Regions from separate parts of the Mus musculus genome. Here regions 1, 3 and 4 are each linked to region 2. Evidence: chromatin contacts called from public Hi-C and HiChIP or PLAC-seq data. All regions are on one chromosome and are shown on one strand. The core of a region is the stretch at or near the end of the contact, and the rest is flanking DNA. Distances in the headings are between cores, read along the strand shown.

Region 1 (6,763 bases), core at 826-3,325, 420 kb before region 2:
ATTAAAGGTATCAGATCAGCATCGACACCTTCGCTGGGTAAGGTCAGAGAAGCCAGCTTCTCCCACACAAGAGAAAATCTATACCTTCGTTACAAACCATGCTACCCTAGGCGACAAAGAAAAAGTATTCTGAGGGTGGGGCAGGCCGGCAAGTTTGATAGTTTGTTCTAGACAGCACACATTTCCCATTTTTCAAAGCTTGATGAACCATAGTGATAATACTAGATAAAAAAATATAAGTTCAGGATTTTTTTCTTTCCTTTCTTTTTTCTTCTCCTTCCTTTTATTCTCTCACACCCCAAACTTCTCTTCCTCACTTGAAAGCTATCTGCATTTGCTGGGAGCCTGGCTTCAGGTTCCATGACGAAGCACGAGCTCCCCCTACCGACGTTCTTGAAGAAAGACAGGATCTGTCACTCTCCACCACAGATTTTTTTTTTTTTTTTTTCTTCTCTCCTAAATTTGGTCCAACTAGTAGAAAATTATTTAAATACGTGCACACTTGAAAATTCTTGTGTTTTGAGGGAGGATTCGATTTTCACTTCTGGAGAAATATTTTAGCCAGCGTATTAATGCAAATGCTTTCATTCCCATGAAAGCTATAACAGCACTCCATTCAGAGACAGTACGGTTTAGAAGTCTTTTACCAGGCTGTGTGTTCCAGCATGAAATTGATGTAAAACTCAGTAGTTTAAAAGAAAGTGCTCTGCCATTTCAGAAAAACAAACAAACAAACAAACCCCCAAGAATTCAGAATCCTGCTGGCAGTGGAGAATTGCCAGCAGGAACAGCAAAGAACAGGCCAGGAACCAAAATATAACACAGGAGTGATGTGTGTCACGGAAAGAGGTTGAGACTAGTCAAGCAATTATAGGTAAGGTGTCAAGTATGCATGGTTTCACTTTTATTTTCTGGACACCTTTGGCATTGGTGTTTAAATTCTGGGATGCAGTTAACATGGATTTCCAAGCTGCTTGTCATGTATTCCATGTTCTTAAATTTGGGGTTAATAAAACCCATCCAGAATAACTTTACAATCCAGATGGTGCCATACTGATGTGATACAGAAGGGCAGTGGTTTAGAGAAAGCCCAAGGATGCCTCACAGACTGTGGCTCATGAAAGATGAGTGAGAGATGTCTGGAAAGAGCTGGTGAACAAGACAGTGAGAAATGAGGGTGTGGAAGGTCAGGCCCTTAAAGTCTAAGATGTGGACAAGATGCCCAGTTGTCTGTAATGGAAACCAGTTTATTATTAAACAGATACTTCATCTGCTGGCATTTTGAGGACACTGATATAGAATCAGGCAGCACTGATAAAGGACTGGGGACCACTTAGAGGAGTCTACAGATGAGCATAAGGAACCACTGCCCTTAGCAATGAGATTCCTCTGCAGATCGATCTGAAGTTTCTTGGGCCATACCTGCACAGAGGTGTATCTTCAGAAGGATCAAGTACAAGTCCCTGGGTGAACAACACTATCCTGCCAAGGAACTCCATTTTATACCTGTGTCCAGAATGCTGATGGGGCTGCTGTATCGTGTCAGGAAACGATTATTTTGTGCATCTCATCTTGACCCCACATTTATTATTATGTTGGTGAGTAATTAAGTCACAAGAAGTGAGTTTGCACCATGGAAATTGGAAGAAGCTACAAGTAGAAGATCTTACATCACCCAGAAAGCTGATTGCTCAACACAGATCATCAGCATATTCTCATACATACCACATGCATGTACATATGTGCGCATGCATGTGTATATAGTCACCAGAGAATCTTAAGCAAAAAGAGGTGAAGTTATTTTTGTCAACTATCCTCTCCCGTATTACACTCCACAGAACCCCTTGAGCATATCCCATTATCATAGTCAGAAAGGAGATTTTCAGAGCAGGGTGAAACCTGTTATTTAAAAAAAAAAAAATAACCATTCATCTGGCACATCAGAGTCAAGAAGAGTACGTTTCAACCCTGCTATGCTTAATAAGGAGAAAAAAAAATCCCTTCTGGGTCATTACTGGAAATGTCAGCTGCTGCAGTCTGTCATCTTTCGGTTGATGGAGCATACACATTCCATTCAAGTCACTGGGCTTGACTCTCAGCTCACATCCCTTACTGTGTGGTCCATTCAGCCTGAGTGTCCTTTGCCTTATCTGTGAAAGAGAGACAACATATCCCATCCCACCAGGGCAACAATAGAATGACAGAAAGGTCATGGGTTATTAAGCCATCATCAGCTTAATAATAATAAAAAAGAAAAAAAAAGGACTACAAATAGATATTGGTCCAGTTGTCCATGTCAGTCGCTCTCTGTCTTTCACCTTTGATGAGTTAGAGAAACCCCGCTGGGACCAGGTGATGAAAGGATCAGAATCGTCCTCCTGTGGTTTAGAAGCTTACAAGCTTGTCCGTGCTATAGGTTGGTACTTGAGGAGGGTGGGGGCCGAGCCTCGCTGCAGAATCAAGTAAGATCTACAAGGCACGATGAAGTCTGGGTCTCACCGCCTCTAAAAATAAACCCCCAAAGCCAGACTTTCCAAAGGATCTCTCTAAAAGCAAATCAAAAGGACCTAGAACAGGCTTGCTCATCCCCACATGCCCTTGAATGGAAAACCTCGGTGTGCTAAGTGATAGGAAAGCGGTAGCCAGCACCGAACCAATGGCGGACACAGAATAAGATTGTACGCCTCACAGGCCTCCCTCAAGAAATAGAGAGGGAGGTGGAAAAAAAAAAGGCAGAGAGGTGAACAGGAGCATGAAAGACCTTTTTCATTCCCAATTAAGTGTGGAATGAAAGAATGTGATCCGTGCGAAAAAGAACACGGCTGCTGCTGGCAGCGGTGAATGCCGAGCACCGTTTTAATATTTGCTGTCTGCCATTAGGAAGAAAGAGCCTGGATAATTGCCCAAATTTCATAACCTTTAATTATATACATCCCCGAGGACAAATTAAAGAATGTGCCAATAATACCTGAGATTCAGGTTAGCGTTCTGGAAGCTGTCAGATGCCTGCCTTGTAGGGTAGGGGAATTTTCTTAGATATTTTTCACACCTTGTCCGGGAGGGAGAAAGCAAGAAGGTTGGGGAAGGATTTAAGAGTTCTGATGTGGCTCTTGTTTCACTTGTGTCCACGGCCCCTTTTCTTCACTGTCCCATAGGCACCCGGCTGTGAGGGACCTCCAGGGAAAGATTCCAAGCAGTCACACTTAAGATCTATTTTACAGGATCAAAGTAGTTACAGTGGCCCAGTCTTCACATTCTTCCTTTGTCAGGAGGCTTTGAAGATGTGATGTAGTACTCCTGGGGCTGGCCTCCTTTAGCAGAGCTTTCTAGAGGAGTCTGATAAGGCATCGGTGCTTGGAATGATGTATAGACACGAGAAACAGGAGGAAGGAACAAGGCTGAGACCAGGGCTGACAGCAGGATGAAAACAGGCTCCATGACGTGTATGAGCTTCCAAAGGGACAAGAGTAGAGGGCACGCCAGAGCCAGACTGCAGGAAGCCATGCTCTGGTGTGTGCTCACAGTCAGCTGACACAGTGGCATTTTGAACCTCAGATCTAAGGGTGACAGTACCTCTGTGTCCTGTAAGCACCGAGGGTGCCTTTGTCAAATTAGGGAACTGGAAAAGTGGTTAGAATGCTAGTTGTGTCACTAAGCAGAGCTTCCCCATTGGCACACACACAAACACACGCCACTTGCTGTCATTTAGTTCCTCCCTGTACTAGGATATATTTATAAATATTGGCCTTGGTGCATGGATGTTGGGGCATAAGGTTTACTGGAGAAGCTAGACTTAAGATGCCTGAAGTATATTAGAAAATATGAGTTTGCAACATCAAAACTCTGCATATGTCAAAGCAGTATATACAGATATAGATGATATAGATAATACAGGTATCCATGATAGATATAGATAGATAATATAAATATAGATAGATAGAGGTATAGATATGGATATAAATTTAGATATAGACATAGATATAGGTATAGGTATAGGTATAGATATAGATATAGATAGAGGTATAGGTATAAGTACAGGTATAGGTATAGATATAGATATATAGATATAGATTTGTTGACTCCACAAATAACTGGTTAGTATTCCATAAATTCCTTGGGATCAAGGAAGATAATCTTATTTTTCAGTCTACCTTCATCAATACACTAGACAGAGAAGCATAACTTATAATATATAGATAGATATAGATAGATGATATACGCAGGTAGATAGATGATAGATAGATAGATAGATAGATAGATAGATAGATAGATAGATAGATAGATAGATAGATAGATATGTCCATATGACAGGGTTTATTGTGGGCTTTGTTTCAAGCAGCCACAGAAGCTGATACTGTCAACTGTAGTGCGCTGAGCCCGAAAATCTCTCCCAAATACCAGAGAACTGAGGTACTGATGTGAGTCTGAGTTCAGTAGTTTGAGATCCAGATGTACCAGCACTGAAAGGCAAGGAGAGATAGATGGGAGTTGAAGCTGGGGTGGGGGATCCCTCCTTTCTCAAATATTTTTGATCCAAGAAATTGATGGATTCCCATTTACAGAAGTGACGGTAGCTTTCTTTACCCAGTCTACTGAATCACAGGAAAAATTCTCCTACTCTTCAAAGCTGCTTAATTCCAAGGCAGAATGAGTTTTCCTTACAGATGAATTATTGTGAAGGGAATGTGCAGATTTTAGTGTCAAGCTTTAAAAAATTCCCTGTGTAGATATTGTAGCCATCACTGATATTTCTTCAAGGAGTCTTGAAAATATTCCAAACACTTGACAAGATTTCTTCTCTTATAAATAACAAAAAGCCAACATACATAAAGTTCAAGTTCAAGTTGAGATTCACTCCCTTCCAAATTTCATGCCCTGCTCTTTTAAAATGCTCTCAAACATGAATACAGACTGGAAGGATGTCATTATTTGTGTTTCTGTAACAAAACATATGAGACGTGGTGAATTGTAAAGAATGCAAATTTATTTCTGAGCCTTCTGAAGACTGGGAAGTCCAAGGTCAAGTTGCCAGCAGGTGTCTTGTAAAGTGTTGTCCTTCACAGACGGCACTATCTAAGTGTTCTCTTATGATGTAACAGACAGAAGTGGCAGAAGAGAAAAATAATATTGTGGCACACTGCAGAAGAGCAAGAGAGACCAAATTCATTGCTCCAGTCCCTTCCTAATTTGTGAAGTCATCCATTAGATGCCTTAACATTTTCATGTTCTTGTATTTATCATTAGGTTTCTACATGGGAGGCAAAGTCAGGTGATGGTAAAACAGAGGGTTAGACTGGGTACATGGATATTTCTCTGAATTTACCATAAAACAAGGGTTAGCCAACTTAAGGAAATTTTACGTTTTCCACTTTTCTTTGTAGAGGTGAAAATGTTAGAGATTTTTAGTCAGCAAATATGTTTAGATTTTAATGTACACTAAACATTAAAAGAGACAATTACTGTAAAGATTAAGGAACTATATGACTTACAAGTGTTGCTATTGACAGGAACAAACCCTGTTTCCATCCCATCCTCATTCTGAGAACACTTGAGAGATATCTAGTTTATATAGATCTGGAATGAAATAATTGTAAAATAATTATACATAGGTCTCCAAACTTTTGATTTTATGCTCTCTTTGGACAAGAAATAAAACAATAGTCATTTTTTTTTTTGGCCAGAAAAATCACTGCCCAGTTGAGAAAGAAGCTACAAAAGTTTCTCCTATTGTACAGCACATCTAAATGCACATCTAAATGGCTGTGGTGTGGTGGTTTGAATATGCTTGGCCCAGGGAGTGGCACCATTAAGTCCAGTTTTGTTGTGGAGTAGATTTGTCCTGGTTGATATGTCACTATGGGGTTGGACTTTGACACACACACCCTAGCTGCCTGAAGACAGTCTCCTCCTGGCTGCCTTGCAGATCAAGATACAGAACTCTCAGGTCCTTATCCAAGTGTGCCTGCCTGGATATTGCCATACTTCCTGCTTTGATGATAATGGACTGATCCTCTGACTCTGTAAGCCAGTCCCAATTAAATGTCGTCCTCTATAAGGATTGCCTTGGTCATGGTGTCTCTTTCCAGCAGTGGGAAGCCTAACTAAGATGCCAAGAATAGCTAAAACACAGAAGTACCGGTGTTCAAGATATACAGTCTTCATCTTGCTCATCTTATATAACAGAGACCAAAGCTTGGGATAACTCAGGTAGCTGAAAGGCTTAGCAGAATGAACCAGAAACAAGTAAGCCAGAGAAGAAAATAACTCTAAGGAGCCACAACAGTTTTCACTGTTATCTGACTAAATGTTAAGCTGCACAACCCAGAGGAATGTCATGAGACCAGGCTTGAATACAGTGATATGGGAATGAACTGGGCGAGAATCACAAATTAATTCATTAATCTGGCTTGAACATTGCTAGGGTCAACTTTGACAAACCAGATACCAACAGTCTTTAGTGGCAATGCCATACTGACTTCTTGCTAATGTCCATACCATGGCAGACTCAGGATCATGAAATTCCCACTCAGTTTCCCAAAGGGAAAAGTGAAGGTTCAGTGGATGAACGTGGGCTTTCCTGGGCATGCAGGATGCTGCTGTGAGGCTGTTTTCTCACCTACTACAAATGGTGATGGGCACAGATGAGTAGTTATGAGAGAGAAGACCATAATTACTCAATTCAGTACTGATTAATCCAGACCACTCAAAGCAACCTACAGATTCAATGCAACACTATCAAAATTCCAGTAGCATTTCCACAATA
Region 2 (7,380 bases), core at 3,035-5,534:
TTATTATACGGTGCCACTAACAAGATGTGTTCACTGTTGCAGTAGTAGCATGAAGATTTTGGTGGTGTGGTGGTTTGAATATGGTTGGCTCATAGGGAGTAGTATTTTTAGGAGGTGTGGCCCTATTGGAGGAAGTGTGTCACTATGGGCATGGACTTTGGAGGTTTCCTTCTATGCTGAGACTCCACCCATTGCAGAAGAGCACTTCCTCCTATCTGCCTTGAGATCAAGATGTAGAACTCTTGGCTTCTTCTCCAGGCACATAACTGCCTGGACACTGCCATACTTCCTGCCATGATGATACTGGACTGAACCTCAGAACCTTTAAGCCAGGACCAATTAAATGTTGTCCCTTGTAAGAGTTGCCTTGGTCATGGAATCTCTTCTCAGCAATAGAAACCCTCACTAAGACAGATGGTGACCAATCTCTAGTCTGATTTAATATAAGCTCTTCTCCACTGGAGGGAGTTTGTGCTTAGTACTATGATCCTACTAATAAACCCATGACTGGGAGATCATAGGTTCCAGGAGAGAACATACTGCTGTTGCATTGCTCAGTGGTCATGCTGCTAAACTACATTATAAATATTTATTTTTGCTACAGATTTGTGCTACTCTCAACTTTGAACAAGAAGGTTCTCCTTACAAAGGGTAGCAGATAATGAAAAGATTCATAATCAGCCAAAGCATTTGTATAAATAACTCCTGAGTTTTGAACCATAGATGGGTCCTCTATATCAATCTCCCACTATCCCAGATTCAGGGACTTTAATAGAAGTGGGTGAAAATAATGTAAGAGTGAGTGGTTGAGAAGGAGATCTAGGAAATGCTAACCTTCTGACATGACCTGGATGGATGCTCATGCATCAACTCTCACAGCAGCTCTGCTTAACTGTACAAAACTTATGCAAGATCAAGACAGCCACAATTCTAGCACAAATACAGGAGGAAACCTCTAGGCTCCATAACTATTGAAGGAGTTAATGGCAACTGATGTCTGCTGAGGGAAAGTCACTCTCCTTTGGGATATGGCTGCTGGTAAGGTACTCATGCCTCAGTGGATGGACACAAACGTGTATGCATATGAGCAGAACTCATTAGATTTTGAGGGTCATTAATAACAAAAATGAAAGATTAAAAAGTGTATAGAAAGTTGAGAGGAAGATAAAGTAGGAGGCACCAAAAGGAGTTGGAGGGAAATAGTGCTGAAGGAATATGATATCATTGTACACATGTGTGAAACTTTCAAACGATAACAAAAAATAAAATGTCATCCAGTTAAAAAATGCTGAAACGTGCACATAAATGTATGGAACAGGAAAATTTCACATGGAACGAGGTAACCCACCCATGGAAAGAAAAATATGCTGGATTTGTGCTCAAATGTGGATTCAACATTGAATCTTTAGACTTGTGTATTTAACTTGGAGTTCCTCTAAACTCTAGAAAACTAGAAAGGAGCCATTGGGTGGTAGATCTCTTAAGGAAAGAGACATTAGAACATAAGAGGCATGAAAATAAAGGGGAAAATACTGGGTCAGGAAGCCCCCCCCCCCTTAAAGGTAGGAAAGGTCTGGGTTAACCATAACAAAAGTTATAATAAAATCTTAAGTAAAAATCTACTACTTTGTAATCCAACTAAAAGATATACACTAAAGAAAAATAAAGACCTAGAAGAGAGATGCCCTATATGATTGAAAAAAGTTAGTTCTAAAACCTAAGTATTATTAAACAAAAATATCTCAGTGGTAGGTAAGGGGAATCTCTTTCTGAGTTGTTGGTCAGAGATGTTGCAGAGGCTCAAAAACAAATACAGACTCTTAACACTCTTCTTGGTAATTTTTTTTGGCTGCCCTCCAGGGCTTATTGGACCATGGCTTATTAAGACCATGTTGCTAAAGGCAACACACATTTTCATTGAGAAATCAAGCTGGAACTTACCTGGAGGCTTCATCAATGCTGGCTAGCATTCATAGTCCTAGGAGGTACAATGGAATCTGCTGGTAGTCAAAGAAAGAAAATACAAATGATTGCAAATCCTACACATCACAATGGCAATCTGCTAGGCAAGTTGCACCCCACCGATGCCATAGTGGCACAACTGTCTGAAGCCTCCCAACAAGGCGCTCATTTAATTTGAAGCCCATAATATAGGATAGAGTCAGTGTCTGGGACTATAAACCCAACCAAAAAACCCATGGCTAAGGAGGTCTAAAGATGTTAAGGGGTAATGCATTCTTGTGTAATTAATTAAATTGATGTGGTACCTATGCTTACATCCATAAGAAAATATCACTCTCAGCCTTAAAGAATTTTCTCTTTACTGAATGATAGTGAATACGAAGGTTAATGATGATGTTAGTAGTCAAAAATGACCAACAGTCCAGTGCTTAGCTCTAAACAGTGCATATATGCATACATGTATACATACTATGCCCTCTAAGGCTTAGGGAAAATTAAAGAATAGGGTGAAAAAGAACGATAGATAAATAGATCAATAAATAAATAAATAAATATTTTTTTAAATATTTAAAAGTGGCAAAAGTTACTGAAAATGCCTTCTGTGCATAGCACCACCGTTGTATCATGTTCCCATGGTAACTGAAGTTGATAGCCCTGAGCCTGTCATGGGTTTGGGGAGGGACTCATGGAACCCTTTCTCTCCTTGTTGAACGATTGATTACTGGTAAAGGGACCATCATTGTCTTTAGTTGAGTACCCAGGTAAGCCTACCAGGATTTTATGGATAGTTCCAAATCACAGTCACACAACACAGCCCTGGTTACACTTATTGGGACACACAAAAAAGAAAAGCAAAAAGCCATGGCTGTGAAAAGGGGACCTGTATGGGAAATCACATGCTGACTGGGGTAGAAGGTAGACAGGAGAAAATAGGAGTGAAGGTAATATTAAAAAATTCTAAAGCCAGGCAGTGGTAAGGTATGCCTTTAATCCCAGCACTTGGGAGGCAGAGGCAGGCAGATTTCTGAGTTCAATGTCAGCCTGGTCTACAGAGTGAGTTCCAGGACAGCCAGGGCTACACAAAGAGAAACCCTGTCTCAAAAAAAAACAAAAAAGAAAGAAAGAAAGGAAGGAAGGAAGGGAGGGAGGGAGGGAGGGAGGGAGGGAGGGAGGGAGGGAGGGAGGGAGGGAGGGAAAGAGAAATTCTAAACATATTTTTAAAGTTATAGAAATATATTTGTAGCATAATGCTAATTTAAGTGGTACTATTCTAAGGCATATGAATATGCTTTCAGAGATCTTTCCCAAACCTTGTATTATCAAATGTTTGGCTAAAAATTCTTAACTGTTATTTTTAATTGCATTTATTTTCTTAATTGTATAGTATGTTCAAGGGTCTATACTTGGAGACAAGTCCATCAAAGGTCTAGAACTCAAATTAACTCAAATTTGGTCAAAAAATGCCTGCCCTATAGAATTGTCAGTGGGACTCCAACACATGGCTCTTTTGTACTTTTGGCTTTCTTCTTGAGGATAGAAGAACAATTGGCTTGCTCTGAGATAGCACTGGTAAGAGGTTTGTAAAGGGAGGGCCAAATCCTATAATAGAATTGTGTATGGTTTGGTGAAATAATAATAAAGACTGTGATATTGAAATAGGCACAGCAAAGAAAAGTGATAAGATCCATTAGTAATGTCTGCCATGAAGTTACTGGTTGCAGGCAACAACATGGAGAATGTTCTTATTATGGAGTCATTATTTCCTCTCTACCCTTCTAGCTCTAAAGCTCTGCAAGTGTTTTACTTTTTGACGATACCATTTAATTCATCTCAATTTACAGAAGACATGTATTAAGCTAATACCTAGTGAAATGGTGACATTGCTTCATTCCATGCCTTTCTGCCCCTCTCTATCACACAAAGCTATCAAGAAGTTCACAACGAATCACTTTTGAAAGGACAGCCTTTCAAATGGTTTGGTATAGTCTCGATTCTGCCTTTTTATCATTGGAATTTAGCTCAGGCTTTTAAAGACACTTTACCTTACCATCAGAATATTATTTCAATAACTCATTTCCTGGAGATGTTTGAAACATGGTTAATTATTGTGGGAATTTAAATACAGTGTCAAAGTAAATGATAGCAGGATTCTCTGGTCAGGCTCAAGGTTACAGGCAACCACATTACCCAACTATAGAGAAACATAATCATTCCTTTTCCCACAGATAACGAAGGTCTTCCTGTCATCCTACAGGAATCCCATTCCCTTCTCCTAGAGTGTAACCAGACACTTGGCCACAAAGAATAACACTCTTCTGCTTGGCTTGGCCTCAGGGTAATCAGTCAAGGCTAGGCAAGGCCAACAACCCCCAATGCTACAGTAACCACAGAAACCACACAGAACTTGGGTGGAACACGTGGTCTAGACAGTCATCATTTTCAACACAGGGAGATGAAGTCACACAGACTTTTCTCTCCTGAAAATAAAATGTTGAAATACAGCATTAGAAGCAAATGTTCTCCCAGAGGAGAAATGTTACCTTGAGAAGACAAGAGTCCATTCTAGATCCCCGGGTAAGAAAAAGCAAGCCTAATGGGACAGATTGCTGAAACGTATGACAAACCAGAATGTCCCAGTCTCACAGAAGGTAAAGGCAATGGGAAACTACAGGGGGAAAGATATTGTCATCTGAAAAAAATTTTTCCCAAAAGAAATACTGAATCACCCTAGTCCTGGAAGAGTGGGGACCCCCAGAGTTAGAGAAATAATAAACATTGAAATAAAAAGCATTGAAAAAAAAACTCCTGTCTGCAAGCATAATAGAGTATCATTAATAGTGTTAGGGATTGGTGCTTGCCCATGGGATGGGTCTCAAATTGGACCAGATATTGGTTGGTCATTCCCTCAGTCTCTGCTTTATCCCCCATGCCTGCAATTCTTGTAGACAGGATAAATTTGGAGTTGAAAGATTTGTGGGTAGGTTGGTGCCTCTATTGCTACACTGGGGTTCCTGTCTGGCTACAGGAGGTAGTCTCTTCAGGGTCCATATCCCCAATGCAGTGAGTCACAGCTAAGGTCACCACCATCGATTCTTGGGTGCTTCTCTTATCACAGGCCTCTATCTCATCCTGGAAATGCCCCCACCTCCTCACCCACATCAGTTTCAGGTTTCCATTCATTTTTATGGCCATCTAGTCATCTCTCCTGTCCTTTCTCACACTTGATCCTGAATCCCCCATCCCCCTCCCCATAAGCCCTCCCTCCTAGTTCCCTCCCTCTATTTGCCTCTTACAACTATTTTATCCCCCTTTTTAAGTGAGATTCAAGCTTCCTCACTTGGGCCTTCCTTCTTATTTAGTTCCTTGGGTCTGGGGAGTGTAACATGGTACCTGTATTTTAAGGCTAAGATCCACTATAAGTGAGTACATGCCATGCATGTCCTTTTGGGACTGGGCTACCTCACTCAGGATGATCCTCTCAGGTTCCATACATTTGCCTGTAAAATTCATGATGTCTTTGTTTTTTTAATAGCTGAATACTATTCCATTGTGTAGATGTAACACACATTCTTTAATCATTCTTTTTTTTAAATTTTTTTTATTAGGTATTTTCCTCATTTACATTTTCAATGCTATCCCAAAGGTCCCCCATCTTTAATCATTCTTAAGTTGAGGCTCCACCCAGCAGCCAACTCAGACAGATACAGATACCCACAGCCAAATAGTGAACTGAGTTTGAGGATTCTTATAGAAAAACAGGAGAAGGAATTACAGGCCCCAAAGGAACTAGGTACCCCACAGGAAGACTAACAGAGAGAATTAACATGGACCCTTGGGGCTCTCAGAGACTGAACCAACAACAAAAGAACATACAGGGGTGGGACGTAGGCCTCCTTACTTATATATAGCAGATGTGCAACTTGGCCCTCATGTGAGTCCCAAACAACTGGAACAGGGACTATCCCAAAACTGCTGCCTGTATGTGGGATATGTTCTACTAGCTGGGCTGCCTTGTCTAGCCTCAGTGGGAGATGATGCACCTAGCCTCACAGAGACTTAAAGTGCCAGGGCAGGGGAGATACCTATGGAGCCCACACATGGGAGGGGGAGAGGGAAAGGATGTGGGAGGGTTGACCAAGAAGAGAGCAGTGAGCAGGATGTAAAGTGATTAAGTAAAATAAAAAATTAAATTAAATTTAAAAAAGAAAAATAACTCAGCAAAGAAAGAAAATGTCGGCTTTAAAGTGGCTGCTTTTTTTTTTTTTTTTTTTCTGGTGACTGAACAGTAATCTTCAAAGTAGAATGGCAAGAGCCTCTTCCCCATAGACTTTAAAGCTTCAGCTGTGGAAAGGCTATTCATGGCTCAGCAGCTCCCCTGACTTATTCTCTCACCTTGCGGCAACTCAGTAACCTTGCTTTCTACCTCAGCTTCCCAGTCAGCCAAGTGGGACATGCGACTTACAGTCTGCTTCATTTGCTAAGATGTCACGAAGATTAATTAACAACATTAATACACTAAAATGTTCTTCGGGATGGCCAAAGAGAAAGTGTGATTGCGATCATCATTGCTGTGGATTACTAAGTAGAATATTGCCAGGACTGTTCAAAATGAGGTGGTAGTGGGGGACTGTATCTGAGAACAGAAAAACAAGCCAACGGGTAATTTTTGCCTGGTTTCCCATGGCCCCAGCTCAGAAGCATGTCTTCAGTATTCTTGCCCAGGGACTTAAAATTTCCACAGTCATGATGTGTTGAAAGTGGGTTGGTGTTGAAATTAACAATCTGATCTGTTCCACTGTCTCTCTGCTACTCGCTGGTTCTGGGGTCTGGTTCAGATCTGTGGAGCTGCCCCATGCTCAGCTTCTTCATCTATGGATTAAGCAAGCTGATGCCTCTGTCTCCAGGACCCACGCTGCTCCTAAAATCCTGCCTATTTCTGAAAACTGATCTGACTGCACAAAACCAAACGCATAGAAAATATGCCATAGAGTTGGGGAGAGGATTTATTTGGTAAAGTCCTTCTACACGAGCATGGAGGCCTGTGTTCCAAATTTCTAGAACAGATTGACACAGCAGTGTGCATCTGTAATCATGGGCTTAGTGCAGTGAGATTGGAGGTAGAGGCAGGGAAATCTCCAGAGACTTAATGGCCAGCTAGCCCAACATATGCACCACAACAGCAAACAACAAAGAGATCCTCTGCTTCCAAGATGGTGGGATGCAAGGACCAAGACACAAGGATGACCTCTGACCTCCACAAGCATGCTATGCCATGCACATGCATACACACATGTGCACACATCATACACACACATACAAATAACAAACAAGCAAATACCCTTTTAAAAGTAAGATATGCCTTAGGAGAGTCCACATTGCAACTTACTTCATAAGGCAATCTACCAACACAAGTGCACC
Region 3 (7,176 bases), core at 3,783-6,282, 270 kb after region 2:
AGCTCCCAGGCCTTCTTTCCATCAGCAAAAGCAAAATCCAGGGCTCCATTCCTGCCCCCAATCATAGTTGAGTGAATATCCAGCACCCTTCCCCTGTAACCAGTCTTCCAGGTTTTACAATGTGGAGAGGTATGCAATTTATTTATAACTAAATTTCTTCCAAAAGAGATTTAAAGTAGCTTACTTAAGCACTCATAGATCCAGGGCAATTTTTAAGAGAAACCTAAATATGTATATGGCTAGAGAAGGATAGACTGGCTTAGGAAAAGGTTGAACATGCCAGAAAGCACTGTCTTTTTATTGCATTTCTTTATGTATCTTTTTATTGTGGGATGTGTATATATGTATGTATGTGTACGGTGTGGATGTGGATATGGTATGTTCTTGTGTGTGGTATGAACGTGTGTTTGTGATATAAATTTATGTGCTCACCAAAGCACATTGCACTTGTGAAGATAAAGGGGCAATTGGTGGGCACTGGTTCTCTCCTTCCACCATGTGAGTCTCAGAGATCAAATCCAGGTCCCCAGGCTTACAGACATTTGCCTTTATCCTCAGAGCATCTTACCAGCCCAGAAGACTCCATATCTGAATAAAGACTTTATTATTATGCCATCCTCAGTGAAGTAGGAGAAAACACAATTAAGTCTGAATGTTCTTGTCTTATAAGGAAAGAGCAATAGCCATTTGGGGAAGGGTATCTCTGGTTACATCTACATGACAAAGAACAAAGTCAACCAATGTCCTTGTTGTTACTCAAATAGCAGCCTTAAAGTGCTACACTTAGGAGAATGGATGCTTTAAAGCATAAGGAACATTCTGGAGCCTTCCCTCACAAAAACTTTACAACATACAAACTTTGCACAGATGATAAAGTGCATAGAGCCAAAGGGGACCCATGCTATGGAAGTTTGTGAAGTTTGGGTCCACACAGGAAATCCTTACTCTATATTGGCCACTAACGTCTTAGTTAGCTACTGGCTGCAGCCAAGCACACAAGAGTAATGCCCTGAGTGTGGCATACAGCCATCCCCATTGTCACATACAGCCTACAAGGATTTCAGCCATACATCAGAGTCATTCTACTTGAAAGGATGTTTAGCAAAATCTAGTCATTTGTCTTTGCCTTGTTGTTTTCCCCCTTTCTTTATCTGGAGACACCTGCTTGATTCTTCTGCTGAGATAGTTCTCCTGCTTTTCTACTTCTATTTTTTGAGGTGTTGGTTTTGAATTCTTGCATCTTAAATTCTCCTAATTTACTGTGTAATTAAAACACGCATGCACATTTGTCCTCAATTAATGGAGACAAATTATTCCCCAGTGGAAGACAACTCCACTCCAACTTGGAACCGAGCAGGGCAGATAGGCCTAGAATTTAAATGTTATCTAGTGATCTCATGTTATTTTTTTTGCTGAATGAAAATTTAAGAAGTAGGTTAATCAGGGGCCAATGAGATGGCTCAGTTGGTAAAGGGGCTTGCTGCACAAGCCTGACAATTTGCTTTCAGTCCCAAGAACCCATGTAAAGGCGAAAAGTTGCCCTGTGACTTCTTCCAATGTCTCTGTCTCTGACTCTCTCTGTCTCTGTCTGTCTGTCTGTCTGTCAGTCTCTGTCTCTCTCTCTCTCTCTCTCTCTCTCTCGCTCTCTCTGCTTCCTCCCTCTTCCTTTTTCCAAAGCTCACAAATTAGAAAATACTCTGCTTCACAAAAAGAAAACGATTTTGTTCTTTAAAAGAAAGAGTGAGGTTAACTTGTCCTTGAGAGACAAACATCTTAAAGTCTCCTTGGCATCTGTAGAACCACCCGATTCCACACATTCCCCCCGCTCCTAGTCTTTATTATCTTAAGAGCAGTAGCAACTTGCTTTGAGATCACCTTTAGAGAAAGAAGAACGCGCTGCAAAGGGCAGTTGAAGCTGGCAAAATAGCATTTAGGTTGAATACCCAATGTCTGTTTGCAGTCAATCAATAAGTCCATCATAAGCCTACACAATAAAGGCTTTTGAAACGTCTGGAAACGTGAGAAAAATCACAGTGGACTAAAGAATTAGCTGACATTATTTATAATATCTGAGTAATTCTCTATCAGCAATGTGTCTATATGTGCAATTTAGGCAGGAAAAATAAGTAAACATTGCAAACTTACTCATTTAGGTGTGATTATGAATCATTTGTGAAAAATACAAAATGAAGTAAGAATAAAGCATTTTTCATGCCTAAGCGAGACTATGACAGGAAACACCCGAGCTCAAGGGATTTTTCATTTACCATAACTTTCTAAATGGACATTGGGAAAAGAAGAGGCAGAAGAACCGCTCATTTTGTAGATCAGCTCATCTGAGAAACTGCACTCAGAGTTTAAAATGTCTCTTTATAAAAGTCCAACATTAATTCAAGTGGAGAAGGAAGTTATGCCCATGTGTAGACAAGATAACTGGGCTGACAACGGAGATTAAAGAGCCTTGAAGTATCCTTCTAAACTTATTGACAAGGAGCTTCCTAGTAGGCTTGCTATAAAATTTACAACACGTCCTCCCAAAGGCCACAGACCTTCCGACCAGCAGGTAATTCATAGAACGGATTCTAAGCTGGCTCATTGTAAGGGACTAACAGAGATTTACACTGAGTACTTTGTTCAGGGTTCAACACACTTTAATTACATCAGATAACACCTGCTGTTCTCATTTTTCCTGGAAACGGGCTGAGTCCAACTCCTATTTATTTAAGCGCCTGCAACAATGAGTCTCTGCTGTGTCAAAATATGAGGACAAAACTGAAGGTAAGGAGGAAGGACAGGAAGAAACCTGTCTTGGGCCCAGCTCTTGATGGGCCCTGAATTGTCCTTTTGAGGCTTTACAACAGCTTAACCTAAGAGTCGGGTGGGAACACACTGGGGAAGAGCTGGGCTGAAATGAAATTTGGGTCTGGAAAGAGTCTAAGCCCTGGTGTGCTAGAATGTTGCTGCAGTGGGACCATGACTTGTGCACACTGCTGCAGGTCAGCTACCTGGATTGCTCCAGGTACTATCATTTGGCTAGGCCTGGTCCTTTCTCTATAAGCTTAGGACAAGGATGTTTGCTGCTTTTTATATGTAGAAAGAGTATCTTGTGTATTGAATGGGTGCATCACCTGTCAATTAAAAAAAAAATCTATAGCTTATAGGAAAATTTAAACTAGAAGGTAGGACATCAGGTATGCAGAAAGAATTCTAGGATAGAGTTGGACATGGGAAGAGTAGCCAGGGAAAACATGAGGACAGACACGTGGTGCCGGCGCAGAGGTGACCAGTAACATGGCAGAATGTAGATTAATGTAAGTAGATTATGTTAAATTATTAGCTAGTCAGTGAATGAGCCTAGCTATATGGCCTAAGTATTTATAAGTAAATTTTCAGTCTTAGTCACTAATCAGGTTGCTTGGGGCTGGGAGGAAAACAGCCCACCATACAACATTTATATGTATCCACAAAAAGAAAATTTATTAAAAGGAAGTATGTGGAATTTTGGTCATGTTGTCTGGATCCCAGTGGCTTGTGCATTATTAAGAAAAACAAAACAAAACAAACAAACAAAAAAAGCTCTGTCATTAAGCTATATCACCAACCCCCAAAATGTGTGTTTCCATCCAATTTAAAACAATCTAACAGTCTGTATTTAGGGAAAGGCATACTAGGCCTAATTTAGGTAGGAGTACACTCTATGAATATGAGAATAATAGTAACAAAACACAAAGGCCAGGCTCTTAGATGGAAAACCCAATATTATTTGGAGTCACATCCCTCAGGAAAATCAGAAAGTGGGAACAGAGGCAGTGTTTTAATAATACCTTTAGGACGGTCCACATTAAAGAGACAAAAAAGAGGAGGATGCTAAAGGCCAGGCCTGGACATAGGTATCTAAAATTCTAGGCAGTGAGCCATGATGCTCTTGTTCAAAGCATGCTGGGCAACTGGGTAAGATCCTATGTCAAAATAAAAACAAACCAATGAACAAAGATACCAGGGACATGGCTCAGTTAGCAGAATGCATGACTCGTATGCACCAATGCCAGAGTTTGCGCTCCAGCATTACATAAAACCAGACATGGTAGTGTGCACCTATAATCCAGCATTCCAGAGGTTCACTGTCATCTCATAATGAGTTTAGTATTTGCCTTGGACACCGGAGACTCTGACCTCCAAAAGAAGATAATATATAAATGATAAAATCAAAAGGGATGAAAATTTAGCTCACAGGAGAGTAGTTGTTCAGTATGTCTGAGCCCCTGGCTTCCATCCTCAGCCACACCTGACCACCCCACCTCTCCAACTCTTAATCAAGCCTCTATGCTCCTGTTCTCCTCAGCTCTTCATTATCTTAAGTGATATAAAAACAGAAAACAGACATTTGTACTGAAGCGCGTCATCCATTTTATAAAGTTACTCATTGGCTGACATAGTGCAAGCCATATTTAGCAAAATCTGAACAATACAATCAAAAAAAAAAAAAAAAGAAGGAAAAAGAAGAGAAAAGAAAGAAAAGAAAACCAAATACTTACTATGTTTCACTACTGGCAAGGCTATATGTGCTAATTATCTTAATTACTTCACCTTTCTACTCTTCACCCACTTTCTACACTGTGTCCCAAATAATAATCTATGTTTGGTTTCTCAGGGCTTCCGGGGATGTGCAGACTATCATCTTTGTTAGACTCTCACCTAGTTGGATGCTTAGCCATTAATGTATGCACATAGACACACACTTCAGACACAACTTCAGCCTCTTTCCTTGTAGCCAGAGTTGTGGTACATTGCTTTCCTGCAGTAAGAACAGACAACAACCACCCCCCCCACCAAACGCTGACCCCCGGGTGGCAGAGGAAAGTTGCCAGGATGCACAACTGTGAGTGTTCTTCTGCTGGACTCTAAACCTCACGGACTACAGTCTTAACAGAGCCCTATGTGAGCTCTTAATTACTCTGCTTCCTCCACCCTACCTATCTCTTATCTCCCTGACCACACTCCTGGTGACTGGGTCATCCGAAAGTTTCAAGTGCATATGGTTCAGGGTGCCAGATGACCAGGCCCAACTTATCAGCAGTGAATGCCAGCCACCTTTGCCCCAGGTTTGATTACAGTGAATTATGAATCATTCTTGCAGCTGTTCAATTTAATTTTTTTATATATAAAACTGATGGAATATAAGACTTTCAATCTCACAGCAGGACCTGCCATTTACTGAATGCTTATTCTGGGGCCTGGCCCTGTCTTTATACCATTCAGTCACTAGATTTTCATGATAATCACATTAAGCAATGTTAGTATTCTCGTGTACTAGGGAAGAAACAGGTGTGGCTGAGTACCTTGATGGTTCCTTCAGTATCCATTGCTGGTTTTCTTCCTCCTTTCTAGAACAATCTAGAACAATCTGTTCTCCATTAGGAGACTGCTGGTGGTATAATGTCTGGCTCCCACCAGCTCCCACTCACAGAATGTTCTGATGGTCCAGCCATTCATGGCACTGTTCTCTCCAATGAGCAACTTTGTCAAGAGGATTTGGGTTCCAGGAAGGTCCCTTTCATATTCTTTAGAGCGCCTCAAGATTTATAGATTCTTTTCTTATTTTGAACCTTAACCAGTTCAACTCACAGGCGGTCTTCCCAGCCAACTACCTGCACATATATATATTCATACCACAGGACCCATCATGGAAGCCTCTCTGGACGAGCTATGCCTTGATGCAATAGCTACAGCCAGGCCATCTTGTTCCCAAGAGAAAAATACATTTGTCACCAAAACTGGAGTGCTGAGGTGGCGAGTAGAGATCATAAAGTGTCTGGAACCCCTTGGATATGACTAAGCCACAAAATAAACCAGCTGAGGCTCCCCTATGAATCTGTTCCTTGCTCTGTGGATGAATACATGTCCCTGATAAAACATGCAATAAATAAAGCCGAGGTTAGCGCTAAAACTATATCTGGAGCCTTATTTTTAACCCCAATGGTGCTCAGTGGGGTTATAATTCAAAACTCTATTACTATTCTACACATTCTCTGCAATGGTGAATTATCTAAAACCAATGCCCTACCAACAGCATGACATATCAACCTATAAGGGGAAATGGCTGCTTCTATATTCACAAGCACTCAGACACCAAACGGACTTTTTCCACACTACAATTCCCCAACTTGCTGGATATTAATGAGTTGCTAAATGGCTCAATTTGTGTCTGATGCTATACATTCAATTAGTGTGGGATCACAGGTGTGGGGGCTCAGTTTCAATCACTGACACCAAACACCAGTCCTGCTGTTGAACCTGTACACTTTTGAGCTTTTGATACAATTAGTTGTCAATCAGAGCTTTCCACACCCCTCTGCATTGATTCAGCAATTTGGTAGGGCTAGGTAAAGAACTGAGAAAAACAGTATCATTTGTATTGCTGTACTAGGAAAGACAGATATGAGAAGCCAAGTGAGGGAAACATGGTTTGAGGTACAGAAGGGTCCAAGGATAAAAGCACGTGCCCCTACAGAGATGGGGTTAGCTACTACCACCACTCCAGAGCTAGGAGGAAGCGCATGCCTTTCCTTTTATCTGCCCGGTTCTCTCCTGGACGTATTTGCTAGACCAGAAAATACCTGAAAGCTCTCTTTAAAGCTAGAAACATTTCAAGACTATGCTTCATCATTATGGTGCATTCAATTTCTAAGACTTCCCTCTTCCAACCAGGATGGGAGATGGGGTGGAAATTTCAGGGCTCCTAATCTTAGCTTGTCTTTCTAGTTACTGGCTCCTAATCTCAATCAAGCTGTCCAGGAATCCTATCCTTAGGACAAAGAAGGTTCTGTAAACTCAGAAGTTCTAAGAGATTTCAGAGCTAAGCAGGATGCTCTTATCAGCCCATTACTTAGGGAACCAAAGGGTTTGGCTAGCTGTGTGTCAGAAACTTCCATCAAAGCCCAAAAGTTGCTCCAAGCATCTCTGCCACTCATCCCATCACAAAACCATCGGCAGCTGTCTCAGGAGCTGGGGACCAAACTGGAGTATATAAATTCTCATGGTGTCACATCTGCCAGAAATACAGAATCCTCCACGTCCCAATGGCAATGATATGACTATGGTATGCCCCTGAAAAGACTAGCTCCCATGAATCAGTAAAACTACCCAGAGCAACAGGTCTTAATACACTAACCAAAG
Region 4 (7,475 bases), core at 878-3,377, 290 kb after region 2:
CTGTCATAGACAGGGCAGATTAATACTTGTATCACGAAGCACTGTCAACCAGAGTTCAGTTTTAGCTTCCCTAAATCACTGTCTGGTTTGGGATTTGACCCACAGAGGAAGAAACAATGTGCAGTTCATCTAAGTAGCCCCAGATCTACCCCCGCCCCCAACACTAGTGCTCTGCCGTGCACACACAAAATACTTCAAACCTGAAGGCTCAGGGGGAAGCCAGCCACCATTAGGCTTCTCTCCTCCAGTGAAACTGCAGATCTTCCTTAGTAGTGCTAGTCCCCAACCTGGGTATTCAACCAAGGAGTAAATGGAGACACCATGCTGCCCTGGCCTTCATTTCCTTTCACATGAAAGAGCTGTCACCACAGTCATTGTCTAGGGCTGTGAAATGTGGGTCTGTCTGGAGAGACCCACAGAATGCAGGCCTTCTGCTTCCTGTGACATGAAGGAGTCTCTTTCCTGATGTAGAGTGGGAATGCTACCACCAACCTGACTTCATACCTAGCGTCAGTCTGAGTGTCTGTCCCGGTCCTCGCCTTGTGATGTCTAAGCAACCACATTGCAGCTCTCCCATCATATCATCATACTCGTATTTCACACATCCTTCTTCCACATGCTTACAACATGAAGACTGAGCAATAACAAGCCCCCCCTACCCCCCACCCCATCAGCCTCCCCCAGCCATAAATCTCCCCTTTGGAATCTTAATTTCAAATGCTGAGATACATTAAGGAGTCCAATGTTTGTATTTAACTATGCAAAAGTACTTCTTATCTGAAAGTTTCTCTCTAAGTTACAACTCTGGAAAGGATAAAGAAGGAAGGAAGGAAAAGAAGAAAGGAAAGGGAGAGGAAACACCGTGGAGTTGGTGAGATGGCTCAGCAGGTAAAGGCCATGGACAGCAAGGCCAACAAACTACATTTGATCTCCGGTCCCACTAGGTAGACAGAAAGAACTCCCCAACACTGTTCTCTGACCATCAGAAAACTGACTTCACGGTACAAAAAAGTGTGTCCACATACAAACATTAACTAAGTAAATGCAAGTCTTACATTCAATACGAGAAAGTGAGACAGGGGAGTGGGACAGGAAGAAGGTTCTGTTTCTCTCTGGGGATGTGGTGGGACAGCAAGGGAAGCTCCGAAGTGTTTATCTACAGATGAGTCTTAGCTACATGAGTCACACTCTTAGTGCTGACCTCCTGAGACATATTTCTACTGACTGTCTCCAGAAAATAGAGACACTGGGAAGGCTAGGTCTGGTTTGTGGCCAACCAACCAGTTCCATGACTAATCCACACATTACAGTAAGTATGAGAGGGGAAACTGCACTTCTGATAGACCGCTTTTAGGTTTGATAATTCCCTGCAATCTTGCCATAGAGATAGGGCAAGATATAATAAGACCCAAGGAGACAAAATATCAGAGCAGAGAAGCTTCCGAGGTTTGCCACTTGGACAAGTAGAAGGGATTCTAAGTGACAGGCCCAGCTTTTGGTCCCTGACCGTAAGACATTGCTTTATTAGGTTAAAATGCAAAAAGATCACATGATCTCTACAAACAGGCTGATAGACTCCAAAAGGAAAGAGGGTGATGGAAAGTGTAGGGAGGGGGGACCAAGGAAGCTGGTTAGTGGAAGCAAATAAAACAAGCAGTTCTTTAAAATGCAAAACAGAGTCTGTACCTCCATGTCTCCCTTGTACCTGGGCTCTAAAGTAACCTTAGAGAAGAAAGATCCTGTGGATCTGGGATGGAGAGTTGGCTCAGCACTTAGGGGCACTTGTTGAGAAAGACCAGGGTTTGATTCCAGGCACCTACACGGAGGCTCACCACTTCCTCGTGCACCAAGCTAGAAAGCGGTGCACACATGCAGTCAAAACACTCATACACATAAAATAATAAAAATAAATCTAAGAAATTAAAAAAACAAACAAACGAACAAAAACAAACAAGAAGAATGAAGAAAAGAGGAGGGTCATAAGGATCATGTGCAGAGAGTTCCTGTTGACCTCTTGGTCTACATCTGCCTACATCCAGCCTATTTGGAACAACTCTACCCCCATCTCCTCACATGGCCGATTCATCCTGATTTTCTGTCTCCGTTCAAAAGCTACCACCTCGGAGACCTTCTTGAATTGTCAGAGCTTAAAACCACTGCCTCTCTGACTAACCCAGGTATTTTTGAATCACTGTACCCTGTCTGTGTCATCGGTAACGTTGCAAATTTCTAATGATAAGGTTACAGTATACAATTATGCATTTAACTTTCAATTGAAAATAATTGGTATTTGCAAGCTCCAGGAGTGCCGAGATCAGGATGTCTTTTTGGCAAGCTTCCACTGCTTGCTTCCACACAGCTTGCTTCCTGGCAGGAGGTGGTGACCCAGGAGGGATCCACCCCGTCCATATTCCCTGACCCTGGACAGGAGCTTCTCTTTGACGGTTACCACCAAGCAAAACTTGAGAAACAGCCACACAGCAGTGCTGAACAGCCTCCAGATTTTAAGTCACACTAAGCTAGCTAATGAGCAGCTGTTTCTCTTCGGGAGAGACCTTGAGAGAGGAGAATCCCATCCCTAAGCGTACACAATTAATGCCACTGTTTGAAAAAGTAAGTCCTTACAAACTGTGTGTATGCCTTTTCTGTTTCTCTTCCAAACTCAATATATGGAAAGCCTGCCCAGAAAGTTTGCTGAAGAACTAGTCTCTTTCCACTTTCCCATCATCTGTGTTCTAATCCAAAGGTCTGAACTTTATCCCACCCACTCTTTCACTAGGGAAGGTTGAGAATATGCCCCACCCCCACCCAGATTGCCCATTCCTTCCCCCCTCCCCCCTCAGTGACTCGTAAAGTGGAAACTTCACTCTGGTTCTCCAACACTGTTTTCATTCACAGCAGCTGGAAGACAGAGGTCACTGTCCTCTCTCCTGTAAACAAAAAGGCCAAGCTGCAGTCCTCAGGCACCCGGGGAAACACACATCCCTGCTGGGAGGGCAGCCCCATGCAGGGACTGCACAGCAGGGTGGTGTTTGCTGTGGGCCAGGAAGCGGTCCTCTGCTGTCTGTGGCTATGCTGTCATTCATGGAAAAGCCAGATCCATCAGTAGCTTCCTTTTCAAGGGACCATTTGCAGGTTTATTGACTGCCCAAATATGGTGTCTTCTATCCAGAGGCTGGGTGAGCCTACGCCTCAAGAGTGAAGCCATGAGGATGTGAACAGACTTAAAGAGTATTATGTCCGTAGGAAAATGTCTGCAGACATCATAATGTTCCTAAATGGGTTTTTGTTTTTAAACTGCTGCCGTTGTTTGTTTGTTTGTTTTTAAAAGTTATCAGGTTTGACTTTACTAATAAGGAAACTACAGTATTCAAAGGAGAGGAGGTTGTAACTAATCTTTGTGCTGTCTATGGAGGACGAACGGCTAAGCAAATTATAATGCATGAATAAGGCCATTCCAAGAATAGATAAAACACTTGGCAGAAACTATTTTGGGTCCCCTGTAGTACTTTGGAGCTACCCATTAATTTATAAACAGTTGATCTACTAATTACAAAACCTTTTTATCTATTCATTTCACTGGGTCCCTAAGGAGCAAGGCAAGCAACGCTGATAGTTCCTCCTGGTTGGCACTGACCGGCTCTCTGCACTTACAGAAACTGTAAACAGATCCTTTTAAAGGAAGAACTTTATAGTCTCTGTAATTTTTAAGATTTAAATGGCATGCAGAGCAACAGGTTTGCATATGGCATTTTCATACATACTCAGACTCGGTTGATTCTTTGTCCTCCCATCGGCATGGCCCTGCCCCTGCCCCACTATCATCCTCAACCCTCAGCAATGGCCCTTGTATTGCTCACATGGCTTCCCTTATAGCCTCTGTTTTTCCCCATCTCCTGGGCCCCTTTCTAGCTTGATGACCACTACCCGCTGCCACCCCCAGCCCCCATCATCCAACATATCCAACAACTAGACGGTAGAATTCACACGTTTTGTTTTTATCACCAAGGTAATCAATTACCATAAACAGAGCAACTGGAAAGACCACCCACTGACTGTTGGCTCACAGACACAATTTGGCTGACTCTACCACCCAGGATTGCACAAGGTATAGTTAAAATTGTGTTGTCCTTTGGAGCTATGGGTCTCGGTCTAGGAATGGTGTGGCAGAATTCCTTAGGTCTCTGTTTGCATATTGCCCTCAGTTAAAAGCTAGTCTCTGCTATCAGAGGACACCTGACTTTCTTGTCCACTCTCTCCCTTTTTAAAAGCAAGGAGATGCTCCAGCCCATGTCAATCCTTATCTGCAGGACATATGTAGTACCTTCTGAAGGCTCCAGATCATCAGAATAGGATAGGTCTCGTCACAATAATCTAATAGATAATTCCTATCTCTAAGGTCTTAATTTTATCTACAAAATCATCCTTTCGGAGTAGCCCTTATACGTTTATTCAACAAGACAACTGGAGAGTATGAGTCTAGTAGAGTATGGAAGTCTTGGGGACCATGTTAAAATTCCATCTACCAGGCTGGAAAGATGGCTAAGCAAAATAAGGCACAAGCTGCCAAACCTGAATCGTTAGCCACATGATGAAAGAAAGGGACCTGGCCCCTGGAAGTTGTCCTCTGATTTCTAGGAGAGGAAGAGCTCTCTCTTCCCTTCCCTCCCCCCCACAAATAACTGTAAAGTTGCTTAAAAATTGGTGCATGCCTTTAATCCCAGCACTTGGGAGGCAGAGGCAGGCTGATTTCTGAGTTCAAGGCCAACGTCTACAGAGTGAGTTCCAGTACAGCCAGGGCTACACTGAAAAACTCTGTCTCAAAAAAAAAAAAAAAAAAAAAAGGGGGGGGGGAGAAAAAAAAAAGAATTTGACTTCTTCCCATCACTCAAAGTTGGTCACAAAACCTTAAATTCAATATTCTACATACTTCAATAATTTGACTTAAGGTTCCCTTCCTCCCAAATAAGATCTATGATCTTCTTGAAGGGGTAGCTGATATGATTTGTCCTTTTCTTTTTTCAACATGCTACCATCATCCAGGGTATATTAGGAAGAGTCTCTAATATCAGCCTTAGTGACCAGGACAAGTAAGGGGGAGGGGGGAGAAGAGGGAGAGAAAGAGGGAGTGAGCGATAGAGAATCCAAACTTGTATTTGCTAACTCAGACATAATAGCTTTAACGTCACACATGAGCACTTAATAGCTCCCTTTCCCACTAAAAAGACAGAACTGGTCTTGGCGGAAGCCAGGTCAATATTGCAGACATCAAACAGTCCAATACCGTTTTAATGGAAACATTTAGAGCCATGCAATGAGAACACATGTGTGCATTTGCTTCAAAGGGTTAGAGAAGGGGGCAAGCCATTGTTTCCAAAGCTAACAGTAATGAGCAAGCTCAAGCCGTGCTTTTCATCAGCTCTATGGCTGTCTTCTCTGACTCTTCTCCCTGGAGCATACAGGAGAAAATACAAGAACGTACTCTTCACTTTGGTAACAAGTATATACTAAACCCTAGAGCGTGCATGGACAAAACAGAACCCACTCTGTTTCTGTAGGGTCTATGAGAGTCTAAGCCACTGGTCTATTGCTGTGAAGAGACACCATGACCAAATTAACTCTTATAAAAGAAAGCATTTAGCTGAGCTTGAGATACAGTTTCAGACATTAGTCCATTATCACCATGACAAGGAGCATGGCAGCATCCAGGCCTGAAAAGTAGCTAAAGCTATATCATGCAGAAGAGAAGCCACTAAGATGGGTTCTAAGAGATGAGGCCATGATAAGCTTTAACATGTGGAAAGGACCATCAGGGGAGTTTGGTGTTAAACAGAGTAGAGGAGGGCTGGAGGCAGAACAAGACAGGAGCCAGACTCTCAAGGGTGTGTATGAGAGCTGGAGCTGAAAGAAGCTGCCAACCAATCTCCTGAAACCAAAATACGAGAAGGAGACAGTACCAAAGTTAGTGGTGACTACTTCTGCTACTTCTAACTGCTCAAGAAGAAGAAAAGCCAGAGCCTGGGCTAGGAAAAGCTACCAGACACATCAAAGCATAGCTGAGGCAAAAGGAACGGTCTTGTGGGTAGATCGGGAAGAGAAAGCATTACTTCCTTTTCAGGTGCCCCAAGAATTATAAATCAGGTCACAGTAACTGTTGTCTGGTACTTTAAGCATCAAAAGTACGGAACAAAATCATAATAAAAGGAGTCCACGATTGCTAAATCGAACTCTGGAGCACACAGGGAGCTGAAGAACTCTGGACTACTAAGCAAGCCCATGTCCTCCCCACTCCCCTTCAAGCTCTCCCAGGCGCAAGCACAAGCCAGGTCTCTCCACAACTTCTACAAATCACAGCTGCTCTCTCTCTCTCTCTCTCTCTCTCTCCTGATGATATCAGAGAAAGCCTGTAGCTGGCACTGATCTTGCCTGTTATCACCTTGTAGCTCAGTCAGTCCCTCAAGGAGGCCTTCAAAGCACTTTACACAGACATGGCTCGACATTGGCAGGGCATCCGAAACGGGTCCACTAGGTATCTAGAGCACATGGGAATAACCAAAAGTAGGGTACTTAACACTCTCATCCACACGCCCAGGTTGCTGTAAGTGGAGGAAGATCTGACCCTGAGACAATGAGAAACTTATGGAAAAGATATTAGAAGGAATATTTAAAAAAATAAAAAAATAAAGAGTCAGACAGGACTAAACAGATGACTCAGCAGTTAAGAGAACTGTTGCTGTTGTTGAAGATTGGGGTTTGGTTCCTGGACCCCACGTGACAGCTCACAACTGTCCTTAGCTGCAGTTCTCTGAGAGCTAAAGCCTCTTCTAATTCCTCTGAGCTCCTCCACAGACACGAGTGGACCACATATACACTTAGGCACAAACACACATACATGGAAAATACCAAAATAAAGAATTCTGCCTAAAAACCGAAAAAATACAAATTCTGTCCGCTTGTCTTTTTCCAGCTTTGGACAAAGACAACGTGATGGGGATGGGTAGCTGCTTTGATTTACTTCCTTGGATTTAAAATTTTCCTAATTCAAGGTAATATAATTTCTGGTTCTTCGGTTAGTTTGTCATATTATGAGTTAGGCAAGTCTGAAATGTTTGAAATGGCTTTGGTTTTGGCAGTGCTGAACTACAGCTTCATGTGTGTCTTTCTCTCTCCCTACTGTTCCTCCTGTCTCATGTTCTTCATCTTGAGCCATAGAATTGAATTCCATGTCACTGTTTCTGCAACTCTGAATAGTGGGTTTCTTTTTTGCACATAAAAACCAAAACAGAAAACCGTGGGCCCCTAAGTGTGAGGCCATTCTTGAACAGACCCATTGAAGATTTAATAGTAGATGTTACCGTAAGAACTGTCAGTGAAAATAAAGAGAGTCAGTGAACAGTCAAAATGCAATCCTCAGGCCCTACTTGGAAATAAAAGGTATAAAACTCTTGCCACCTGTGATAATCCAGATGAATCCT

The links. HiChIP or PLAC-seq counts read pairs in DNA pulled down with a chosen protein or histone mark. A called contact is a pair of places that touch in the nucleus more often than the background predicts.
Region 1: a Hi-C map of the C2C12 cell line shows a contact between it and region 2, with 5 times the contacts expected there. The contact joins two enhancer-like sites. A contact is called at or near these places in 2 of 15 datasets of contacts at CTCF or cohesin (the NIH/3T3 cell line and large pre-B cells) and 3 of 484 Hi-C or Micro-C datasets (the C2C12 cell line, adipose-derived mesenchymal stem cells and large pre-B cells).
Region 3: a contact with region 2 is called in a FOXA1 HiChIP or PLAC-seq map of pancreatic cancer cells. The contact joins two enhancer-like sites. A contact is called at or near these places in 1 of 15 datasets of contacts at CTCF or cohesin (the NIH/3T3 cell line), 1 of 484 Hi-C or Micro-C datasets (tail fibroblasts) and 1 of 115 datasets of contacts at active chromatin or transcription factors (pancreatic cancer cells).
Region 4: a CTCF HiChIP or PLAC-seq map of the NIH/3T3 cell line shows a contact between it and region 2, with 8 read pairs. The contact joins two enhancer-like sites. A contact is called at or near these places in 1 of 15 datasets of contacts at CTCF or cohesin (the NIH/3T3 cell line) and 2 of 484 Hi-C or Micro-C datasets (the C2C12 cell line and tail fibroblasts).

The regions. Positions count from the first base shown.
Region 1 is chr15:52,506,741-52,513,503 of GRCm38.p6, forward strand. No RefSeq gene overlaps it. Among named protein-coding and RNA genes, the nearest start is that of Gm23267, 10 kb to the left of the region's middle. Within about 2 kb of position 2,076, at least 2 of the 459 cell types and tissues checked have an H3K27ac peak or open chromatin away from gene starts, as enhancers often do. A contact at or near this core is called in the C2C12 cell line, where this site is marked.
Region 2 is chr15:52,924,272-52,931,651 of GRCm38.p6, forward strand. It overlaps Gm41323 (a long non-coding RNA gene), which reads right to left. Exons shown (of 4, transcript XR_875338.2): 3 at 1,942-2,000. Among named protein-coding and RNA genes, the nearest start is that of Gm41323, 5.6 kb to the right of the region's middle. Within about 2 kb of position 4,285, at least 58 of the 459 cell types and tissues checked have an H3K27ac peak or open chromatin away from gene starts, as enhancers often do. A contact at or near this core is called in the C2C12 cell line, the NIH/3T3 cell line and pancreatic cancer cells, where this site is marked.
Region 3 is chr15:53,197,494-53,204,669 of GRCm38.p6, forward strand. All of the region lies in intron 1 of Ext1 (exostosin glycosyltransferase 1), which reads right to left. Among named protein-coding and RNA genes, the nearest start is that of Ext1, 150 kb to the right of the region's middle. Within about 2 kb of position 5,033, at least 32 of the 459 cell types and tissues checked have an H3K27ac peak or open chromatin away from gene starts, as enhancers often do. A contact at or near this core is called in pancreatic cancer cells, where this site is marked.
Region 4 is chr15:53,221,389-53,228,863 of GRCm38.p6, forward strand. The region is part of intron 1 of Ext1 (exostosin glycosyltransferase 1); the gene reads right to left. Among named protein-coding and RNA genes, the nearest start is that of Ext1, 120 kb to the right of the region's middle. Within about 2 kb of position 2,128, at least 131 of the 459 cell types and tissues checked have an H3K27ac peak or open chromatin away from gene starts, as enhancers often do. A contact at or near this core is called in the C2C12 cell line and the NIH/3T3 cell line, where this site is marked.